Linked DNA regions of Sus scrofa: regions 2 and 3 are each linked to region 1. The links are chromatin contacts, called in public HiChIP or PLAC-seq maps. All regions are on one chromosome and are shown on one strand. Each heading gives the region's core, a stretch centred on a gene start, on an enhancer-like site or on the middle of the called end of the contact. The rest is flanking DNA. Distances are from core to core; before and after follow the strand shown. Region 1 has its middle 37 kb from the start of TLK1. Region 2 overlaps METTL8 (methyltransferase-like protein 8). Region 3 overlaps METTL8 (methyltransferase-like protein 8).

The links. HiChIP or PLAC-seq counts read pairs in DNA pulled down with a chosen protein or histone mark.
Region 2: an H3K27ac HiChIP or PLAC-seq map of alveolar macrophages shows a contact between it and region 1. The contact joins two enhancer-like sites. A contact is called at or near these places in 1 of 47 Hi-C or Micro-C datasets (embryonic fibroblasts) and 1 of 2 datasets of contacts at active chromatin or transcription factors (alveolar macrophages).
Region 3: an H3K27ac HiChIP or PLAC-seq map of alveolar macrophages shows a contact between it and region 1. The contact joins two enhancer-like sites. A contact is called at or near these places in 1 of 47 Hi-C or Micro-C datasets (embryonic fibroblasts) and 1 of 2 datasets of contacts at active chromatin or transcription factors (alveolar macrophages).

What each region holds. Positions count from the first base shown.
Region 1 is chr15:77,364,865-77,368,387 of Sscrofa11.1, reverse strand. No RefSeq gene overlaps it. Among named protein-coding and RNA genes, the nearest start is that of TLK1, 37 kb to the right of the region's middle. Within about 2 kb of position 1,812, at least 1 of the 83 cell types and tissues checked has an H3K27ac peak or open chromatin away from gene starts, as enhancers often do. A contact at or near this core is called in alveolar macrophages, where this site is marked.
Region 2 is chr15:77,555,065-77,558,587 of Sscrofa11.1, reverse strand. The region is part of intron 1 of METTL8 (methyltransferase-like protein 8); the gene reads left to right. Among named protein-coding and RNA genes, the nearest start is that of METTL8, 7.7 kb to the left of the region's middle. Within about 2 kb of position 1,812, at least 2 of the 83 cell types and tissues checked have an H3K27ac peak or open chromatin away from gene starts, as enhancers often do. A contact at or near this core is called in alveolar macrophages, where this site is marked.
Region 3 is chr15:77,537,009-77,540,531 of Sscrofa11.1, reverse strand. All of the region lies in intron 1 of METTL8 (methyltransferase-like protein 8), which reads left to right. Among named protein-coding and RNA genes, the nearest start is that of METTL8, 26 kb to the left of the region's middle. Within about 2 kb of position 1,746, at least 15 of the 83 cell types and tissues checked have an H3K27ac peak or open chromatin away from gene starts, as enhancers often do. A contact at or near this core is called in alveolar macrophages, where this site is marked.

The sequences.
Region 1 (3,523 bases), core at 563-3,062:
GTTGGCCCTGCTGTCTGTATTTTTCTTACATTTCAACAGGTGTTTCTTTTTTTTAAGCTTTTTTTTTTTTTTTTTTTTTTTTTTTTGGTCACACTCATGGCAGGTGGAAATCCTTAAGGCCAGGGATCGAACTTGCGCCACTACTGTGGCAATACCAGACCCTTAACCCAGTGCACTACATGGGAACTTCCAACAGTGTTTCTAACCCTTGGCTGGGGTTAAGTATTGTGGTTTGGGGAGTTCCCGTTGTAGCTCAGCAGGTTATGAATCAGACTAGTATCCATGAGGATACCAGTTAGATCCCTTGCCCTGCTCAGTGGGCTAAGGATCTGGCATCGCTGTGAGCTGCAGTGTAGGTTGCAGATGAGGCTCTGATCCAGTGTTGCTGTGGCTGTGGTGTAGGCCAGCAGCTATAGCTCTGATTCAACCCCTAGCCTGGAAACCACCATATGCTGTAGGTGCAGCCTTAAAAAAAGAAAGTATTGTGCTTTTAGACAGCCTAAATTTAAATCCCCACTCTCATGCTCACTAGCTGTGGACTCTGTTAGCATCAGATTGTTCATCTATAAAATGGGAGCATAATTATACCAGATTTCACCATGTCATTATGAAGATAAAATAAGTTAATTTCTTAATAAGTTTGCCAGATTTAGCAAATAAAACTATGACACATAGTTAAATATAAATTTTAGAAAAACAATGAATAATTTTTAGTATACCCATGCAATATGGGGAAATACTTATACTAAAGGATATTCATTGTTTAGCTGAAACTCAAATTTAACTGAATGTCCTATATTTTCCCCTAAATAGCCTGCATTTTATCTGACAACCCTATGTCTTAGGCATAGTAGGAACTCAATAAATATTAATAAAACCCATTAACAGTCCCAAACTCCAGCTTCTACATGATATATGAGCTCCCCAGTGTGAGGCAAGTTGTTTAGATAGACAGATAGATAAATAGGCAGATGGAGAGAAAGTAATTTTATGCTAAATTAATAGTGGGAGCTCACTCATGGCTCAGCAGTTTAAGGATCTGGCAGTGTCAGTGCTGTGGCTCTGATTATAACTGTGTCAAAGATTCAATCCCTGGCCCAGGAACTTCTGCAGCCAAAAAAAAAAGGCTAATTCCAGACCAAGGAAGCTGAAGATCTCACTTCTCTCCGCTGTGGTCTGATTAAGCTGCAGTAAGGATTGAAGAGATTTGAACATGAGGAGATATAACTTAGAGTGATGGAACAGCTTCCTTTATTTTTTTATGGCCACGCCATTGGCATTTGGACGTTCTCTAGCCAGATATGGAACCTGCGCCACAGCAGCAACCCAAGCTGCTGCAGTGACAATGCTGGATCTTAACACGACATGCCACAAGAGAACTCCTGGAACAGCTCCTGTTGAAGAACAGAAGACTAAGTGAAAGAATCACTTAGATTTCTTTTTTTATTAATGGCCACACCCACGTCATATGGAAGTTCCTGGGCCAGAGATAGACTCTGAGACACAGCCATGGCATAGGTCACGGCTGCGGAAATGCCAGATCCTTATCCCACTCCACCACAGAGGGAACTCCTCACTTAGATTTCTTGAGACTTGTACCAAAGTGACATTAGAACCAAGGTAGAAGAATAACTTAGAAGCAGCTGTTAAGGAAAAAAAAAAAAAAGCAGCTGTTAGGCCACGATGAGGAAAATTTTCAAGGGTTAGAGCAGTTTATAGATCCAGTAAGCTAAAGCCTAAAGAGTGGTGAGTTTCTTGCCAACTGAGTCTGAATGACTCCTATTAAATGTGTCATAGAGGTGATTTCTAAATTGAACGATTGTATATATGGCCCAGTTGTCTTCTCAAATGCCCAGAAGTGAGGTCAGGCAGGATTAGTGTTGATATTGTGGCTCTTACCCAATAGTGCCTCTCTATCCAGCGATTTCAAAGAATGATTGAAAATAACTGATGATGAAATATTGCATGTATCTCTAAACAGTGAGATGGCAATTAAATCTGAATTAATTAAGCCTCATTAGTAAATTGAATTTAAAATTAATTACAGACTTACTCTGTAAATATACAGGCTTTTGTGATGAAATTAGGGTGAGGAAGTAAGATGGGGTCTCAGCCAAGTGCCTAGTTTGACTTGGGAGAAATTTTTTAATGATTTAGAGAAATACAAAAGTAATACAAATTGAAACTGATTGATCCTAGGGTATTTCTTATGTGACTCTGGACCGGATATAACTCTCCCAAATAATTTTGATTTTGTGCAACTTAGCTTGCCTGAATTTTAAAATTCCTACGCTTAAGACTATCTTTATGGATCCCAATACATCACACTGAGACTATAAAATGTGGGCTACGTAAGTCATCCTAATAGTGTGCAAAGAAAAGAACCATGGCTTCCTGACAGTCTTATGATAAAGGTAAACTTAAATCATCGCTTACGCTGCATCATTGCATAAAACTCTTATGTATGAAGGTATCACTCAACTGAAATGCAACAACCCAGGATATGGGATGGCAAAAGAAACACCTGAGAGATTCACTGACACTTTAAATCATGTAATATAAATGAGGGATGCTGAGAAATAGCATCTTTGATGGGAAGGGAAAATGAAAACCCCCGCAATGTCTATTTCCGTCATGTTTTTCAAAGAAGCAATATGCTTATTTGTACATAATAGGGCTTTACTTTCTACTCATATTAGTTCTTATTTAATGAGGGGAAAAAGCTCTTGCCACATTGGCTTCTCTTTCTAGTCTCACACTTTAATACTAGTGGAGGAAAAGGGAGTCCATGAGCCCTTATTGCAAGCTGCGTCAAAGGTGTGCTATCTACTCAGAAGCTGGTAATTACACATTGTGGGATAGCTTTTGTTCCACTTTAGACATGCTCTATTTCTTTCTTTCTTTTTTTTTTTTTTTAATTTGTTTGTTTGGGGTTTTTGTTTGTTTGTTTTTTGGTTTTTTTTTTTTAGACTTGCTCTGTTTAAATAGTAGGAGTTCCCTGATGGCTCAGCAGGGTAAGGATCCAGCGTTGTCACTGTGGCAACTCAGGTTGCTGCTGTGGTATGGGTTTGATCCCTGGCCTGGTAACATCTACATGCTGAAGGCGTGGACAAAAATAATATTATCAACAAAATCTCAGGTTATTTGTTCACTGATACTAGTACAATGAAGACACAAAACCAAGAAACTCCTTATTCCATGCTTTCCACCTTGCAGAACCTTTCCAAGAGATTAGGCTCTGAAATTTCCAGAATTTGAATTTGCAAGATGACCCTTCCCTGTGATTGAAAACTTTTTGCCCAGCAAAGAGGACCAATGGATCTAGGGCTTTGCCCCACCCCCAACACAAACATACAGGAAGACCCACTGGCTGAGGGATCCTTCCAACTTCAGAAGGACTCTGGGTTTCAGATCTCAAAGCTCAGAAAGACTCACTACTCCTGGAGGTGTTTGCATTCAAAGTGACCCTGGCATGATTTTGTGGGCTAGCCTAGAAACTAATCTAAAATGTATACATGCCCAT
Region 2 (3,523 bases), core at 563-3,062, 190 kb before region 1:
TGGTCCAGGCGATCAGAACGGTGAAAAGTTGTTCTAGACCCATTGAGACAAGTTCTAGACAGAAGGCATGCAGTCCAACAAATTGTACCAACGTCCCTGGCCTCTGGGATTTCTTTGTTTCTGATCCTGTGGCTTCCATGGTGTACAAGTTTACTTGGACCTCTGCCTCATCTTTCTTCTTTTGCGCTTCAGCCTGCGCGTTCGCTTCTTCCTCCACTTCGCTCTCATATGGCGCGGAGGTTTCTCAGAAGATGGCGCTAAGGGCGAGCGATATTTTATAATTTTTTTCTTAATGCATTGCATATTTTACAACTCCCTAAGTAAATTATATTTTTGGTCAGTGTTGTAAATGATAATATTTTAAATTAGATTTTTCTAAGTATATTTTGCTGTATATAAACATGTAATTGTCTTTGTTTATTGATCTTTTGGTTAGCAATGTTACCAAACTTTAATAGCAATAGTTGTCATTTGTAAGATTTGGGGGATTTTTCTATATAAATAATTATGTCCTCAGGAAACTGACGGTTTTGTTACTTTCTTCTCTCTGGAGCTCCCGTCCTGGCTCAGTGGTTAACGAAATCGACAAGTAACCATGAGGTTGCGGTTGGATCTCTGGCCTCACTCAGTGGGTTAAGGAACCGGCATTGCCACGAGCTGTGGTGCAGATCGCAGACACAGCTTGGATCCTGCATTGCTGTGGCTGTGGCGTGGGCGGGTAGCTGTAGCTCCGATTGGACCCCTAGCCTGGGAACTCCATATGCCTCGGGGGCCACCCCCCAAAAAAAAAAAAAAAAGGACTAAAGTCAATTCTTTTACCTTTTTTTCTCTTTCTTTTCTTACTACACTGGCCAGGACCTCCATGCAGTGTTGAATAGAATCAGTGATAGTGGACATCCTTGTGTTATTTATGTTTATAAATGGAATACTTCTAATACTTCACCATTAAGGATGATATTGTAGGTTTTTGGTAGCTACCTTTCATCAGGTTAATGAATTCCTTTTTCACTTTATATTTGCTAAAAGTTTTGTTCTTTTTTTTTTTTTTTTTTTTTTTTGCTTTTTAGGGCTGCACCTGCAGCACTTGGAGGTTCCTGGGTTTGGGGGTCGCTTTGGAGCTGTAGCCTCTGGCCTATGCCATAGCCAAAGCAACGCCAGATCTGAGTCGCTTCTGTGACTTACACTACAGCTCACGGCAACGCTGGATCCTTAACCCACTGAGAGAGGCCAGGGATTGAATCGCGTCTTCATGGATGCTAGTCAGATTTGTTTCTGCTGAGCCATGACGGGAACTCCTTGTTCATTTTATTTTCAGTCATGAATGGGTGTTGAATTTTATCAAATACTTTGTAACTTCTGAGATGACGTAATTTTTTTCTTGTCTGATAATGTGGTAATTACATAAATATATTTTCTGATGTTAAATGAAGCTTGAATTTATTTAAATACATTTTTGTGTTTTGTTTTTTTTAATCCACTGTGGGATTTGGACAACTGGTGGCTTCATTGCTCTCTCAGCTCTTTGTATCTTTGGTCTCTGAGTTCTTTTGGTCTCTGAGGATTTCTCTTTCTTGCTGGTTCACTGATGTTTTTAACAAGATATACTTTTCTAATGTATTTGTCCAGCCTTTTGGGAATAATTTATAGCAGAAAGTTTTTGGGGTATCAGGTTCACCAAATTACTAGACTAGAATTCCACTTCCTCATATTTTTAGTGTAAAAGCTTCCATTAATGCAACATATGATCACTTACCACCATTTCTGTCTTATCCTTGTCTCTGTATACAACCATGATCCTTCCTGTTGAAAACAAGGAAGTAAAGTTGTGTAATTGAAAGAGCATCACAGGGAGTTCCCGTCGTGGTGCAGTGGTTAACGAATCCGACTAGGAACCATGAGGTTGCGGGTTCAGTCTCTGCCCTTGCTCAGTGGGTTAACGATCCGGCGTTGCCGTGAGCTGTGGTGTAGGTCGCAGACGCGGCTGGGATCCCGCGTTGCTGTGGCTCTGGTGTAGGCTGGAAGCTACAGCTCCGATTAGACCCCTAGCCTGGGAACCTCCATATGCCGCAGGAGCGCCCAAAGAAATAGCAAAAAGCCAAAAAAAAAAGGGGGGGGGGAAGCTTTATCTAAAGAAGAAAAGTATTTGCTACTTCCAATGCACTGGCCAAAGAATAACTCACCAAACACCATGAAAAACTATGGTCACACAGAATCACAAAAAGAAAATGACAATTCTCCAGAAACAAAAGTTAAACTCATGAAAGATTGTGATCTGATAGAGAATTCAAAATAGATGCCATAAATAAATTCAGCGAGTTACCAAAAAAAAAAAAAAAAAAGAAAAAAGAAAGAGCATCACAGCAGGATCTAAAGGCACAAGTTGTAGCACCAACAGCATCACTTAGTAAGATCTTGACCAAGCCATTTACTCTTTCTGAGTCTCATTCAATCATCTGCTAAGTGGAAACAGAACTGGATTGAGAATCACATGAATTTATAAAGTTGTAGAGAATTTGGGGAGGAGAGAGAGTTGATTAGGTAGCACACAGAATTTTTCTTTTTAGGGTGGAGAAAATGATTCTGTATGATATAATGGTGGATGCATTAACACTGTGCATTTATTAAAACCTGTATAGCTTTTACAGCACAAAAGTAAACCTTAATGTATACAAAATTTAAAAAACAAGGGCAGTTCTATTCTATTCCAGGATAGAATGCATGCTATAACCAAAGAATCTAGCCTTATTACAAATGTATGTGGTAGCCTCAGTGAAAGAGGCCAAGGAAAAAGTGCTGACGTTAAGTAACTTTGAAATTGACACTGTAAAACTAAAGGCAGTAGGAGAACTATGCATAAGCACTGTACTCTAGTTGATAAAAGTTTCCCAGAGGGGTATGGGTTAACAATTCTGAAATTATCACACATGTGTCTGGAATTGAACAATTAATAACTGATGGTGGACGATGGGAACCAGGTTTTTTACTGGTGGAGTAGGAGGTTATATACAAGAGGAGAAGCCTAGAAGGATCCATGTGATAATGGATTAGAGTTGGCGACATTAGTATAAACTCTAGTTTAGCTTACTGTGGATTTAGATGGATACATATGAGAAGATTTACAGATGAAGATATTTGTATATATACACAGTTTAGTATACACATATATATTTACTTGCTTTGTCGGTCGAGAGGGCCTAGAAGCAATAACAGCCTAGTAGCAAGGGGCACACCCAGCATCCAGACCATTTCCAATAAAAGGAACAAACACATTTAGAGAAATGGCTGATTCTAGGACTGGGTCAAGGAATATACAAGAGCCTGCAACATCTCGTAGTGCCAGAAAGTAGGGAAGTGCCTCAAAATACAATGATAAGAGGGTGGCAAAAGGATATAGGAGCCAAGTGAAAGAGCCCTTGATGGCCAAAGCAGGAATAGTTTGAACAACAAAATTAAGTAGTTTTAGGTTGTAGCACAAAGTTTAAAATAAATATCTGTGCATCCATACTGATATAAAGAAATGAAA
Region 3 (3,523 bases), core at 497-2,996, 170 kb before region 1:
GGTTGCTCTTACTGATTTTATTTTTAGATTACCGTGATAAATACACAATTTAAAAAGGTGTCATAGGATCTTTTTTTTTCTTTCTTGGTCTTTTTGCCATTTCTAGGGCTGCTCCCGTGGCGTATGGAGGTTTCCAGGCTAGGGGTCGAATCGGAGCTGTAGCTGCCAGCCTACGCCAGAGCAACGCGGGACCCGAGCCACGTCTGTGACCTACACCACAGCTCACGGCAATGCCGGATCCTTAACCGACTGAGCAAGGCCAGGTATTGAACCCGCAACCTCATGGTTCCTAGTCGGATTCGTTAACCACTGAGCCACCACAGGAATAGGATCTCATTTGTATCCAGTGGGTGATTGTTCCTGGAGAGCAAAGAATGGTGATTTATTTTAACAACCTTCTAAAGATTAAAATGAGGTGGTGGGTGGGAGTTCATATTTCAACTTTTTGTCCATGCTAAAAAGTTTCTTTTTCCTAAGTGTTTTTGGCCTTGTTGTTTTCTCACCCTGTAAAAGTCTCTCATTCAAAGCAGAATTTCCTTTTTGTTACAGTATGACCTTTTGTTACTGGTGACAGGGGTTAGCAAGCTCAGAAGGTCTAATTACTCACCAGTGCCTTCTATTTGTCTTTCTTTCCCCTTGTTTCTGTTAAACTCAGACCTCAGCCACATCAAACACATCAACCTTCCCCCACCTCCAATCCTCCTTCTCTCCCCTCTTAATTTTTAAATTTCTAGGCATTTGGGGCTTACTTTATGGTTATCAGTTATAGTCTCCCTAATTCCGCATCCTAAATCACCACTACTTTCTATACTAGCAAGCCTGGACAGGCCTAATCTGGATAAAACCAAATATTTTCCCCCAGACTGCCAAGTGATAGAGGAAGTCACATAACTACTATATTATGTTACTTTTGATTGGAAATAACAGAAAACTCAAGACTGGCTTAAACAGTTAAGGGGACATATTGACTCAATAACTGAAAAAGGCAGAGGTGTGACTTGCTTCAAATGAAACTAACAAATTAATAGTGGGACCTAATTTCTTTTTATTTTACCAGTTTTCCTTCATCAGAGTTGGCTTTGTCCTAAAGTTGTACCATGCCAATCATCCTTAGGCCAGACAACTCATGGCTTTAAGATAGCTTTTTTTAGTGGACTGAATTGTCTCCTTCCCCCAAATTCATACTTTGAAGTCCCCAAATCCCCATATGACTGTGTATAGGGCCTTTATGGAAGTAAATAAAAGTTAAATGAGGTCATAAGAGTGGAACCCTAATCCGATAGAACTGTGTCCTTATGGGATTTTTGCCTTTTGTTTTGATTGTGTGTGTGTGTGTGTGTATGTCTGTGTGTGTGCCTGCGTGCACACGCACCACACCCATGGAATGCAGAAGTTCCCAGGCCAGGATTGAACCTGGCAGCAGCAGTAGCCTGAGCCACAGACAGCCACAGCAGTGACAGTGCCAGGACCTTAACCCTCTGTACCACCAGGGAACTCCTAGAACTGTGTCCTTATAAGAAGGGAAGGAGATATCAGCAGTCTTTCTCTCCACAACAATGTAAGATGGAAGGCCATGTGAGAACACAACAAGAAGGCAGCAAGAAAGGCCTCACCAGAAACAAGTCCTGATGCCATCTTGATCTTGGGTTTTTAGCTTCCAGAACGTCTATTGTTTAAGCCAGCCAGTCTGTGGTGTTTTGTTAAGGCAGCCTGAGTGACTAAGACAGCTTTCAACAGCTCTAGGGCTTCATACTTCCTCTTTCGTGTATAACAGCTGTGAGAAATCATCTTTATCTCCACATCTCTAGCACTAGACCTAAGATGCATTCTGTTGGCCAGAGTTTGTCTCCTGCTCACCTCTGAACTAGACACTATGCCCACAGGTGTGGAGTGTGCTGACTGGTTTAGCATAGGTTATACAGTCCGTTTCTGGCTTCAGCCAGGTCCCCTGTGGCCTCCCTGCAGACTCATAGATCCCAGGTCCATGAGCTACTGGAAGTGTGGAGTCATTGCTCAGGAGGCAGCCAATAAATGATTGCTAACTTGAGATGCAACTTCACATGGGCCAGTTATGGTGTTGACATTCCTTTATTCAAATGTCGTTAGTTTCCTTTCTCATTTTTTTTCTGATTCCTTCTTTTCTCAAGTCCCCTACCTTGCAGCCTCTCCCTTCACGAAAAAGAGCACAAGGGGCTCTCTTAGCAACCATCCCTTCTACTCCAAACACACCTGCTGTCACTCATCAGCGGATGAGATTGTTCTTGATAACTTAACGGGGATAACACGTTTTCTGTGTACTTAGTCCTCCTCCGTGCCTCCTACTTCTTGAAACTTGTTTGTCAGCTATCCATCTCTTTCTAATATCTTCAGTCTATTTTGTTTCCATCATTAGGTTTTCTCTCATTCTACAAAGATAATTAGTATTCTCTGCATTTTAACAAATACTCTTCTTTGACCTCGGGAATCCCCAAAGAGACAGCCCAACTTCTCTTTTCCTCTTCACTGACTCTCAGGGTCATCTGCATTTACGGCTCCACCACCCCACTGACCTGCTTATTCTTACTCTGCATTCTGCTGGCATAGCCAGGATTCACATCACTTTGATAAAGGTCATCACTGATCTGTACTTCCAAAACCAATTATTTATTTTTAGCTTCTTTTAAAATATTCTTTAATATTTGATCACATAAACTGGCTCCTCTTCCTCAGCCTGCCTCCTAAGTGTTGTAGTCCCATGACTTGTTTCTGTCTCACTTTTTCTTGATCAATTCATTATGACTTCACCCGCCACCTGTAAACCAGACTTGCCTCTGAAATCTGTGTCTCTGATGCCTACAAATTACCTGAACTCATTTCCAAGTACGTATTGAGGATATCCATGTGAGTGTATTGTGGGAACCTTAAAATGTATGTGCAAACTGAACTTACCCTCTCCCCTTCCCTTCCCCCATCCCACTATTATCCACCTTTTTTGGAACTCTGTCTTGAATAGTGTCATCACCTACCCAGTTACCCAGGTCAGAAATCTTTGCTCCTATTTGGCTTCATCCTGCTTTCACAGCTAGTCATTTCAAAAAATCTGTTGATTCAGCTTCTGAAATGTTTTGACTTTTCCCCTTCCTTGATTTTTTTATGCCACTACCTTTGGCTGTGATGATCTGGGATAATTTTTTTTTTTAAGTAAGGTAAATAAGTATTTATTAAAAGAAAAAAAAAGAGGAGTTCCCATCGTGGCGCAGTGGTTAACGAATCCGACTAGGAACCATGAGGTTGCGGGTTCAATCCCTGGCCTTGCTCAGTGGGTTAAGGATCTGGTGTTGCCGTGAGCTGTGGTGTAAGTCGCAGGCACAGCTCAGATCCTGCATTGCTGTGGCTGTGGTGTAGGCCAGCAGCTGTCGCTCCAATTTGACCCCTTGCCTGGGAACCTCCATATGCTGCAGGTGCGGCCCTAAAAAAAGCAAAAAAAAAAGAGAGAGAGAGAGAGAAAAGATAGGTGTGGAGAAAGCACAGGCAGGGTTGGGGG